Linked DNA regions of Ovis aries: region 1 is linked to region 2. A link is a contact called in public Hi-C data. All regions are on one chromosome and are shown on one strand. Each heading gives the region's core, a stretch centred on a gene start, on an enhancer-like site or on the middle of the called end of the contact. The rest is flanking DNA. Distances are from core to core; before and after follow the strand shown. Region 1 holds the start of MIF4GD (MIF4G domain containing). Region 2 holds the start of ATP5PD (ATP synthase peripheral stalk subunit d).

What was found. A called contact is a pair of places that touch in the nucleus more often than the background predicts.
Region 1: a contact with region 2 is called in a Hi-C map of liver, with 1.9 times the contacts expected there. The contact joins the promoter of MIF4GD here to the promoter of ATP5PD in region 2. A contact is called at or near these places in 2 of 16 Hi-C or Micro-C datasets (hypothalamus and liver).

What each region holds. Positions count from the first base shown.
Region 1 is chr11:55,561,571-55,567,516 of ARS-UI_Ramb_v3.0, reverse strand. It overlaps MIF4GD (MIF4G domain containing), which reads right to left and starts at 4,152. Exons shown (of 5, transcript XM_060395012.1): 1 at 4,013-4,152; 2 at 2,663-2,794; 3 at 1,402-1,511; 4 at 1,064-1,219; 5 at 1-967. The coding sequence starts at 2,744. The coding sequence ends at 554. It overlaps SLC25A19 (solute carrier family 25 member 19), which reads right to left. Exons shown (of 7, transcript NM_001142890.1): 7 at 5,943-5,946.
Region 2 is chr11:55,728,692-55,734,797 of ARS-UI_Ramb_v3.0, reverse strand. It overlaps ATP5PD (ATP synthase peripheral stalk subunit d), which reads right to left and starts at 2,475. Exons shown (of 6, transcript NM_001142891.1): 1 at 2,449-2,475; 2 at 886-1,016; 3 at 515-611. The coding sequence starts at 1,007. KCTD2 (potassium channel tetramerization domain containing 2) reads left to right here and starts at 2,716. Exons shown (of 6, transcript XM_015098962.3): 1 at 2,716-3,121; 2 at 4,766-4,874. The coding sequence starts at 2,780.

The sequences.
Region 1 (5,946 bases), core at 2,903-5,402, 170 kb after region 2:
TAAGTGGGAATCATCTCAGGCGCTCTTGAGTCTGGAAGGGAAGAAGTCTCTGGCAGAGGTGAAGACTCCGCTGCCAGGTTGGAAGGTGGGCAGAAGAAAGGCCGGTGCCGCTGGGGAGGAAGCCTGGAGGCCTAGGCAGAGACCTCGCTGTAGTAGTACTTGTGGGCAGCCGGGGTGGTCTTCCAGCCGGCTGCCCGGAACTCGATGATCTCCAGCAGCAGCAGCTGGGCCAGGGAGCTGAGGCCGGCTGGGAGCAGGAAGCCGTCCCGGATCAGGACAAAGAGCTCATCCATGCGCTGCCCGTTCATCTTCTCCAGCTGCTCCCCGACCCGATGCAGCTGCAGCACCAGGCAGTCCACCTGCAGGGGCAGTGGGAGGTGACCCCAGACACGGCCCTCTGTCACACAGAGCAGCCATTGACTGAGCGCTCGCTGTGTGCCAGGCTCCGGGCTTGGCCTGTGCACGTTTCCCCCGCTTCATCCACACACGACCCGGTGGGCACTGTCTCTGCCTCATGTGAAAGGAACAAGCTCAAAGACTTGCCTCAGATCTCTCACCTGGGCCAGGTGGACGCAGGCCCCGTCCCCAAACTGCTTCTCAATCCCACTCCCCCTGCCGCCCCCGGCCCCCCGTCCCAGTTTAGTTTCTGGGCCACCAGTATCCCCAGTTGCTTTCCTACTGGGAACACAGCCTCTGAACCAGGAGATTCTAGCTGCGCTGTGTTCTGGGTAAATCCCAGACCTTGTCCTGTAACCCTGACAGACCATGAACACCCCCACCAGGTTCCTGCCCCACAAGTGAAAGTCTCCATGGACAGGGGCAGGCATTCCGAGTTGAGCCCATCTCCACAGTCTTCGGTGCTGGGGCCACTCACCTCCTCCTCCTTGCTCAGGCTGTCGGGCTGGGCCAGCCGGAAGAGGCAGTCGTAGACGGGGTTCACCAGTGCCATCATAGGCATGTTGTTCACCTGCGGGGGGAGAGCAGGGCCCAGAGCACTGGCTTAGTGGCGCAGGAGACAGGTGGGCCGCCTCTGCTGCACGGGGTGTGGCTGGCGGGGCCTCACCCTTAGGTAGTCAAAGATGTTGCAGATAAAGGTGACGTAGCAGACCCAGCCCTGCAGGGAGCGGGCTCGAAGCTGCTCCCGAGTCTGGTACTCCTGCTGCAGCCGGTTGAGGAGTCCACGGCGGAAGACACTCTGGCCCGCTTGCTTGCTCTCTGCCTGTGAGCCAGGGAAAGGAAAGGGCAGTCCCAGGGCCCAAGCTTCCCAGGCCTAGTTCCCTGCTGTCCTCCTCCTCTCCTGCCTCTGAGGCCAGCCCTTCGCCTCTCTGCCCTGCTGGCCTCTGCCCACTTCAGAAGCACCTTCCTCAAAGCGTCTCCCCTTCTCTGCCAGCCCCACCCAACCTGAATGATGGCGTGGCACATGCGTCCTGCTTCCTTGCTGAACACACTGTCCTGCAGAGAATGGTCCACAATCACATTGGCCACTTTCTCCAAGTCCACGGCACCTGGATCTAGGGTAAAGACAGGTGGGGAGTCTAGAGCTGCTTAGTTATATATGCCTCCACCTGCTACTAAAGGATTTGAGGTGTTCACTGATGAGCACTCCCATTATATACTTTCACTGCTGGGAAAGATTGAGGGCAGGAGGAAAGGGGGACGACAGAGGATGAGATGGTTGGATGCCATCACTGACTCAACGGACACGAGTTTGGGTAAACTCCAGGAGTTGGTGATGGACAGGGAGGCCTGGCATGCTGCAGTTTAGAGGGGTGCAAAGAGTTGGACACGACTGAGCGACTGAACTGAACTGAAAGGACCAGAAGGGGGAATTCCTCGGAGGTCCAGTATTTAGGACTCTGCTCCCCATTGCAGGGAGCACAGGTTCGATCCTTGGTCAGGGAACTAATCCTGCAAACCATGCAGTGCGGCCAAAAAAATTAAAGAGATCAGGAAACAGAGGAAACATCACACAGGAGCAGCTGCAGCCATAAGCCTCCTGGTGACCCAATAAGAGAACAGGGTTGTGTGGCTGATAGAGTCAAAGAGCGCTCATTTTTTTTAGGACACGTCTTTTCCTGGCACTAGGTTGAAGATGGGACACTGACAGCCATTTTACGGAAGAAAGTGTTCTTACAACACACACATGAACCCCTGACAAAAGCAGGCCAGGGAGGGCCTCTCTGCAGGCTTAGCTTGGCACGCTACAGGCATTGCTAATCGTTCGCTGAGTCAAACTTCTGTCCTGAGTGCTGCGGGAGGGCCTTGGCCCAGGACAGTTAGTGGAGCTCCTCTGCCAAGCAGAACACTCCATCTTCTGTCCCAAGTCAGGCAGCTCCGCATATTCAAGAGAGGGGCTGCAGCAACGCAGAAACCAGGTCCAGCAGGTTTAAGGACTTAAGGGGCAGGAACTGGGTTTTCTGTGCCTCACCCTCCTTTCCTGGGTACTTTAAAAACACTTTACAATCTGAGGGGTGACTGTGATCTATGATTCATACTCCCAAATACTGGCCTAAATGTCTTCCAGTTCCAGAATTATGTTGCGGACTCCTGCTCTCAGAAAGTGAAGGGAGAGGGTGGTGCCTTCCCAGGGTCATCCCAGTCCTCCGGTCTGGTCCCCTCTCTGGTGCTGTGGAGCCAGGCTCAGGGGGCTCCCCACGCTCACCTTTGAGAGCTGTCTTCAGCAGCTGCTGGGTCTCTGCATCAAAACACTGGATTTTATACTCCTCTTTACCTGGATCCCCCATGACTGTCCAGCCGCAGCAGCTCTTTGCTGGGGTGGGACTAAGGACAACACCTGGGTTGGGGGAGAGGCGAATGGAGAGGTCTTAGGCGTGGAGCGTGGAGGCAGGGCTCCCAGCCCTATGGGCCCTGGATAGGGCTGGGCAGTCCATGGCATTCAGGGGTTGGCTGGGCGCCCACCAAGCTTGGCTTCTGGTGGAGACTGGGCACCAGCCAGGCACCTGCTGCTCAGTTAAAGAATCCTGATAGTCTCTGGGATTACACAAGAGTAGAGATGAGGGGTGAATGTGTTTGTCCTCCAGTCTGCCTCAAGGTTATTCTCAGCTGACACCAAAGCTGGGGTAGGGTCAGGTGCACTGAGATGAGGGGGTGGATGAGTGGATATCAGACACTTTCCATGCCTGTATAAGACGATCGAGAAGCTACTGACTGGTCCACCACAGCTCCCTGAGACTGAGAGGGCCGGGGCTCCAGGCTGTGGGCATCTGTCCCAGCAGGGTTCCAAGCCCCATCTCCCCATCCCTCTCCCTTATGTCAGAGTCCTCAGCCCAGAAAGCCCAGTCCCGGGCTGGGGCCGGCCAGAGGGTTGGGTGCCTCCTTGACTCCCCTTGTACCGGCCAGTTTCTCCCCGGGATGGACTGGTTACACTGGCCTCCCGAGGGGCAGAAACCTGGCCCTCCCTTCTCAAGAAGGGGGCAGTGCTAAGAGTCCTTAGCTCCATTCTGAGCCTTCTTCTGAAGGAGGGGAGAGCGGTGACGTGACCTACAAAGGTGGTCCCCGCTGGGGTCTCCCCTCCGGACTCGGTGCCTCTCCCTCCGGCCAAAGGAGCGGATCTTAAGGGTCTCCAGACCTGGGCAGCTTTCCTAAGTCCGGAACGCCCCTCCCGGCCGCTCAGTGGGGCCCGCTGTCCGGTGTCCCGCGAGCTGTAGGGGTGGCGAGAGAGCCGGGGACCCACCTGCCGCGTCGGCGCCGCGCCCGCGTGCCCGGAGGCCGCTCGGCCGACATCGTGCGCGCGCCCCGCGTCCACGGCGCTGCAGGCTAGGCCGCCGGCGCCTCGCCGCCGCTGAGGTCATTTCCTAGCGCAGGGGCGGGGCGGGGCCTCGGGCGGAGGGGCGGGGCCTCGGGCGGAGGGGCGGGGCCTGGGTGGGACCGCGCACGAGTGCCCCCTGCCGGAGCCCCGACGCCGCTGCCCGCGCCAGCTCAGAGGTTCCCGGCGTGCGACGGCGCAGGACGCCCGCGACCCCTGCCCCCACCGCCCCTTCCCTCTCCTCACCTCGTTCTCCCCGGGCCTGCCCGAGACCACGCCGGCTCGCGGGCGCTGGGTCGGACCTGCTCCTCGGCCTGCGCGAAGCCCTCGGTCTTGAGCAGTGGCACCCACCGCGCCCCGCCCCACGCCGGGGCTGAGGTTAAAACGGGGTCAGGAGCCGGGCCGGGCCAGCGGCGTAGGAGGGGCCTGCGGGGGGCGCGGTCCGCAGCCGGGCTACAGGCGCGGGCAGCAAGGTGGGAGGGCAGAGCAGTCGGCGGGAGGGGCCGGACCTCACAGAGGGTAGGCCCTGGCTCCCCGCCCGCCGCCCCCATACGAGGTAGAGAAGGCGAGGAAGCTCTCAGGGCTAGATCGAGTTCCACGAAGCCCCCCCCACCCCCACCCCACTCCAAGTACAAACGATATTGGTAAAATAAATTGACAATCAATGAACCAGCTCAAGAGAAAGGGGTCTGTTTGCCAACTTTTGATGCCCCAGGAGTTGGAAGTGACCCTGACGTTGAGCTTCCCCGGGGGCTCAGAAGGCAAAGAATCTGCCTGCAATGCAAGAGACCCAGGTTCAGTCCCTGGGTGGGGAAAGATCCCCTGGAGAAGGAAAAGGCAGCCCACTCCAGTATTCTGGCCTGGAGAATCCCATGGACAGAGCAGCCTGGCGGGCTACAGTCCGCTGGGTCACAGAGAGTCAGACATGACTGAGTAAACACATCCACATCCTGACTGATGGATGAGCAAGCGCCTGGCTCAGTTGTCTTGGTCTGGGCTTGGGGAGAGGTGTGGGCTCAGCAGCCCAGACAGGGCCAGGTCAGAGGTCAACCCTGCGCCGCAGGAAGGCATACAGGAGAGGCTGGGAAAGAACTGCCTTTTCCTGTAGCTTGGACAAGAAAGATGTGTTGATGGTGATTTCTGTATCCAGGGCTCGCTTCTCCCACTCACAGAGCAGCCAAAGTGGTCTCCAGAAAATGGATCGAGGAAGAGAACCTCAGCTGCTGAGAAAGAAAACCAAAGAGCGGAGAGCTGAAGAGAATAAAGTTTACTTCCATGGATATCAAAAAAATACATTCGGACAGCGGCCCCCTTGGGCAGCCACAAGCCTTGATTGCCAGACACCCTCTAGCCACACGTGGACCTTCATAATCAGCAACCAAGGGCAGGGAGGTTCCAGGATTCCAGACCAGAGAGGTCACGGTAATGGTGAGAAGGGGCCCAGGACCCCGGGAGAGCCATGACGCCCACCCATGGCTGCTCCTCGTTGCCATCTTCCTCGGCTGTCAGTGCAAGGGCTGGAGCTAGAGCCGAGATGAGGTCAGGGGAGCAGTCTTGTGCAGGGCTCCCCCTGCACAGCCAGCCTCTAGGGCCATGCTTCCCAGCAGGTGGTTTTTCTGTGATTCTCTTCTCCTTTCGTACCCCTGGCTGTGTCTAGACTGTGGGTTCCTGTACCTGGCAACTGCCGGGGCACCAGGTGTCCCCGCAGCAGGCAGCCTGCTCAACCCCTTCCTGCGGGGATTGTAGAGGATGCACCCAGCGCCATGCTGGACCCAGGAGCTCACAAGCGGGCAGCTGATGCCCCCTGGCCCAGCCTAAGCTCCCACCCACTCAGGAGGGCTAACCCAGTCTCCAGCGAGTGATCCTGGGAGACTGAGGCAGAGGGCTGCTGCCTTTACCCACACCCCCGCCCCGTCAGCATACCCCTAGTGCCGGTGGTGCTGCTGGGATCAGCTTTCCCTAGAGGCCCACGGGCTGGGACCAGTCCTGCCCAGGGAGAGAACAGCTTGAGCAGTGCCTTTATAGATACGGAGATCTGAGTATGGTGGAGTTTTTATATAAAGAGACCAATTCAGCTGGACTCTTCCCCTAGAACTAGAAGCAGAGCTGCCTGAGGGACACAACTGCAGAGCGAAGTAGAATGCAGGCAAGGCAGGGCTCCCTTCCTCCAGCTTTGGGAG
Region 2 (6,106 bases), core at 1,226-3,725:
GAACCCCTGCTCACCGCAACCAGAGAAAAGCCCACGCAGCCACAGAGACCCAGTACGGTCAAAACATAAATTATACAAATAAGAAGACAGGTGAGTGAGAGACCACAGCTACAAGGGACAATAAAAAAGCAGAGGAAAGAGGAAAATAGTAAAAGCGTAGGAAAAAATGTCAGCTTGATTTAAAAGGAGGCAGGCGAGGAGCGCAGAAGGGAGCCAGGCAGAAACACCCAACTCAACAGCCCTCTGGATCTCGGATTAAGACTCTGTTATACCGTTTTCTTAGACAAGAAACTTGCTGAATGAGGAGACCCTGAATTCTCCCGCACCTACTTACCATTTAAATCTGTCATCACAAGACCTTTGGCCACACCCGTCTCTCCTGAGCCTCCCTTGGGATCTGGATGTTAACACCACTCCTCTTTCCTCACTGGCATCCCGTGTAACTGTCCAGGGTCCTGCTCCCCCACCCACAGCTGTGTTACAAGACCAGGGCTTTAGCTGCCTGAAGGCTCACCTTCTTCTCAAAGTCATCCACCAAGCCAGCCTTTGTCACGTTGGCCTTGTAGTAAGCCCAGTCAATGGCAGGTGGCTTCTCAGGCAGAGTAGCCAACCTGCTCACATAGAAAAGCAAAAGTTAGGACTGTTCCACAAGCAAGAGGAAATTCACACAGCAATTTCCCTGTTCTTCATTCCTACGGCCTGGAGCTATCGCCACACTCTTCCCTAGGAGAGAGATTATAGGAATGTAACAAAAAAAAATAATAATAATTCACTAGTATTTAGAAAATGCATGAATTTCGTTCTGCCAGAAGAACATCAGAATTCATATATTTTGTTCCACATGAAATCACAAGTCCAGAGGCTCCCTCTCAGCAAGGTACTGACCTGGAGGTTAGGGTCTCGTTCCAGGACTTCAAGGAGTTAGCCACGGCCTTCTGGTTTCGAGGGATGATCTCCCCAAAAGCTACCCAGTCAATGGTTTTTAGAGCAAGTTTCCGTCCAGCCATCTTGAGATCCTGGAAAATACAACAGGTCAGATCAAAACAGGGCTCTTGGAGAGAATCCTCTGAAGGGCATCGCAGAAGTATTCAAGTTTTAAGAAATAGATCAGCATCATATGAGTGGGTATATCTGTCAACTAAAGGAATTAGGATGACAATATCAGAAGAGGATTTTTCTTTTAGTTTTTAAAATTCAAGGTGTACAACCTGGCATATAAATATATTTTAGATGGTATACCCTCTCTTCCCCATCTCCTGATTTATCCTTAAAAGTCCAGTTATTAGAAAAAAAAAGTCCAGTTATCCAGTGTTTGCACTCCATGTACCTTTGGAAACACTGCTAAAGCAATATTCATGCATTACATAAAAGTTAGTAATTTAAAAACACTTCCACTCAGCCTACATTTTATTCACTGATTCTCCAGTGCACAGAACCTGACACATATTCACATTTCAACAAGGCTCAGTTAAATAAAGCAGACGCTGGACCAAAATTTCCTCACCTGAAAAATGGGGATAATAAGCCCTGTTAGCCAAAAAAAGGCTGTTAAAAAGATCAAATATAACTGTGCACACCAATTTGCACTGCAAACTTAAGGGGCTCTCTACCCACTCCTTGTTAAACTGGTAATACGCCCACACCTTATTCATGCCTGGTGATCCCCTGTAGTGTTAGCATATACCCTGAGTATATTGGCAATACTCTTAAAAAAAAAAATGTATTCAATACATACGTGAATGTGAGAGAACATGCAAAGTGATCACAACCGTTAAAGATCTTTATAAACTATGGGGTGGATCACAAAGGAGATGGAAATTTTCCCCAGGGCCTTAAAAGAAAGAAGACACATGTCCAACATCTGCCTCTTCCTTTCACTCTCAAGACAGCTTATGTTCCCTGGAGTGGAGGTAAGGGGCGGGTGACCTTTAAATACACCAGACAGAATAAGTGCCCTTGCTGAGAGTTTTCCAAGCTCGGAAGCTTCGTAAATGGGTTTGTTGTCTTTTATTTACTGCTGAATCCCCAGCGCCTAGAACAGATCCTGAACACAGCAGGTGCTCAGTGAATATTTACTGAATCGGTAAATGAACCCTGCACTAGAGAAGCTCTGAAAGCTCCACACGCTCGAAAGCTGGAACCTTCAGAAGGGAAGCGTACAGCCCTCCAGCCTGCTGGGCGTCACCAAGCAGACTAAAATACGTCCCGGCAGCGTTTCCTCAGCCTCCAAACCGGACTCCTGAAGCCGCCAGACTGGAGTCAGGCTGGACGAGACAAAGGTTACTGGAAGCCCTAAAAGTCAAGAGGCCAAACTGGCCTCTGCGGCCTCGCGCTAGAGGCAGGGGAGAGGAAGAAGGGCGCGAAAGAGCAGCCGCGCGAAGCAGGGCGAGACAAGGGTCGAGCCGAGGTATGCAGGAGCAGAGCAGAGAGGCCCCCAAAACCACTCACCTTCACCGACCCCAGGCGGCCCGCAGTCCACTGCAGCAGAGAACGGAAGTGGGTCACCGGAAGCTCTCCCCTCAGCCAACCCCAAACCCAAGGGGGCAGGCCTTGTCTTGCGGTTCAGCGAATAGCGGCGAGGGCTGATTCAGGAAGTCCCGCCTCCGGGGGCGGGCGTAGCGCCTCCACAGCCCGAGGATGCGGACGCTGGTTGGGGGTGCTCCCGTCCCTCTCCCGCGGCCCCACCCCCGCCGATGGGCCGGCCCGGCTCTCCCTGCCGAGAGATGGGCCGGCCCGGCGGCGCGCGGGCAGCAAGCGGCGGCGGCGGCGGTGGCCCAAGATGGCGGAGCTGCAGCTCGACCCGGCCATGGCGGGGCTGGGAGGGGGCGGCGGGAGCGGGCTGGGCGATGGGGGCGGCCCGGGCCGCGGGCCCCCCAGCCCTCGCCCCGCTGGCCCCACGCCCCGCGGGCACGGCCGCCCGCCCCCCGCCGCCGCCGCGCAGCCGCTGGAGCCGGGTCCCGGGCCGCCAGAGCGGACAGGGGGCGGTGGCGCGGCCCGCTGGGTCCGGCTGAACGTGGGCGGCACCTACTTCGTGACCACCAGGCAGACCCTAGGTCGGGAGCCCAAGTCTTTTCTCTGCCGCCTCTGCTGCCAGGAGGACCCGGAGCTGGACTCGGACAAGGTGCGCCCCGCCCTCGGGCGCGCCCCTGGCCTTCGGACCCCCTCGTTCCTCCCAGGCTGGTCCCCGGATTTCCTGCGACGCGCCTCTCTCCGGAGGGCACCTGGGGCCGGGACCCCCTCCTCCTCGTCTTTCCCAGCCAGCCAGCCCTGGGGGCTTTTCTGCCCCAGCCCCAGACGCACGCAGACTTTCTCTCTGACCGCACCCTTCGTTCTCAGCGGCTGCTTCCCCGCGCTGTGCCTACCCTCACCCTTGAGCGTCCGCTCCACACCCCTTTTCCCCTTCCTTTCTGCACCTCATCCCAGCCCCTCAGGTCTGCGTGAGTTTTCTCCTGACTTCCTTGTTTCCCTGGTTCCTCGTCAAGACCCTCAGCGCCTATGGCAGACGCATCCAGAATTGGGTCAGGGCGAGCTAAGGCATCCAGGTAGCTTTCTGAGACTTCCGCTCCGACCCCTCTGCCAAGTTGGGTGAAAGCCTGGGTGTGATGATGGCTTCGACAGTTGCAGGAAGCGCTTGTCGTGATTCCACACTTCTTTCCTGTGGTCCTGGTCTCTGGGCTCGTATTTGGTAACTGTCACTGTGTTAGGTCCCGGTTTGAGCTCAGATACGTTCCTAGGAAAGAGCTTGTCCTTTGCCAGTGCAAACCTAAGCTGACAGATTAAGACCAGGGAAAATGAAACCCAGAGAGTACCGTTGGGCAAGATGCACGGCTGCTAACCAAAGAGTTGAGAGGTGACAAGACGCTTAACCGATTTTCAGTTTGAGCTGTTTGATTTTTTTTTTTTTAACTTTACACGTTCATCTTTTAGTTTCTGACTTAAAAGCATTGACTGTTGCCTGCATTGCCTGTGTCCCATGTAGCGCTTAGCTGTTCCCTTGCAACACAGTTAGGGTCAAGTAAACATTGGTTAGTTTCGTTTATTCATCTGCTACCTCTCCTGTCATCTCAGATTGAAGGCAAACTGTCCTGCCCTAACTTATTATAAAGGAACGATTTTATCTGTCCTGAATCTTCTTTGTTGCAGTAGAAGCCAGTTTCTTCTTGTTCCCTTTACTGTAAAGATGAGTAGGATTAAAATTGCTCAGAGCCAAGTCCCGGCCATGCCAAGCTTCCTCTGGGCACAGATCTGGAGTGTGTGAGTTACAGTTGCCAACGCAGACTCCCACTGCCGTTGGCCCTCAGCTCAGGAGCACTGCCAAATAAACAGAGGTTTTCTTAGAATTAGGAATGTGATTCAGGGACAATAGAGAAGTCAGAATGTCTCAAGCAGAAATTTAGATCACGCAGCTATGGCATTTTCTTCCTCTGTTTCATTATAACAAATATCCCACAGGAAGAATGTTGGTAGTTGTATCTACGCTTGATCTTACCCAAAAGGCTGAGAAGAGATTGGTAATCGTGTCTGAGTAAAGATTTTAGAAGTTCAAGTCAACGCCTAGATAACGAATATGACTATACATCTGCAACACCCTCCCAGAAATCATCTTGAAGTATAAGACCCGTAAAGCTAGCCTTCTTGCCAGTGGTTAGTGATAAACATCTAATAGAACTTGCCCTCTCACTTGTGAATTGTGAGAGACAGGTGGAGACCCTGCCCTAATTTAGCATGAAAGCTCCACAGTGATACCCTTGTGTTTGGTTGGCAGGACGAGACAGGGGCCTATCTGATTGACAGGGACCCTACCTACTTTGGTCCAATCCTAAACTACCTCCGCCATGGGAAGCTCATCATTACAAAGGAGTTGGCAGAAGAAGGTAAGGACACTGTTTGTGCTGGGCATCTTCAAAATTCAGGTCAAATCTTTAAAGCTGTTTCATAGATTGGAATGTATTTTTCACAGGGTTTTTTTTTTTTTCTGGTCGGGGGAGGGCTGTGCTGTGTGGCATGTGGGATCTTGGTTCCCTGAGCCCTCTGCCTTGGGAGCACGGAGTCTTAGCCATTGGCCCACCAGGGAAGTCCTGAGATTTGAATTTTGAGATTTTTAGCAGGCTCAGGTGCACAGGAAGCAAAGCTTTTTAAACATAAGTAGGGTTCCTCCAATCACCTCATCTAGTCTGAGAGGGTCTTGGAGGAGCCCCGTTGTTCTCATCCTCCTTTGGGAGAAGGAAGAGACACAGCTCAGCTTTGGAGGTAGAGTTTTTTCTGGACCTACAAAATTATCAGGACCTCTTTTTACATTGACTTATTACTAGCAGTGAATATCCACAGCCTGAAACAGCAAATCTCTGACATTTAGGTATTTATTCTTTCAATTTTAGTTTGAACTTGCAGCCGTTAAAAAAAGAAAAAAAAAGAATAATGAAGGTTTGGCCTCATTTCTTTAAGACTGGTCTCATGCTTCCTTGTAGATTTTTGCATCTGACCTAATTCATTCTCCAGCCCATTGTCAGGGGCATCATTAGTTGACTCATCCTTTTGGTTTGTAGGGCACTTGGACTATAAGTGGGTCTAAACGTCTTTCTAAAAGGCTATCTTCGTCTCCTTGAGACATTCAGTTGAAGATGGGAGCCTGTCCCTTGATGCAGGGCACCTTGACCTGGGAGCATTCTCTCTGCATAAGAAAGCTGAAATGGCTGTGCTCGCTAATGAAACGGCTGAAGAGCACTGCTGTTACAACCAGTCAAAAGAGGAATCTGTCTCCTTTTTTATTTTTAATGCCCCCTCCCTTTTTTAACATTTCAAATGCATACAAAGTAACTGAATAGTACAATAAATTCCGTGCATCCACCATCCACAGCAATTACCAGCTCATGGGTAGTCTTGTTTCTTCAAAAGAAGAATCTTAAGCATCTTTTCTAATGCCTTAAAAAAAAGATTTTGAAGGGCAAGAATAGTACAAAGAGCTCTCTTTATCCAGATTCACCAAAAGCAACAGTTTTGGTTATATTTGCATTATCATCCATTCATTCTCTCTCTCTCCCTCCCCCCTCCTTGCTCTCCCCTTTCCACAGTTTTATTTCCGAACTTCTTGAGTCTAGATTACAGA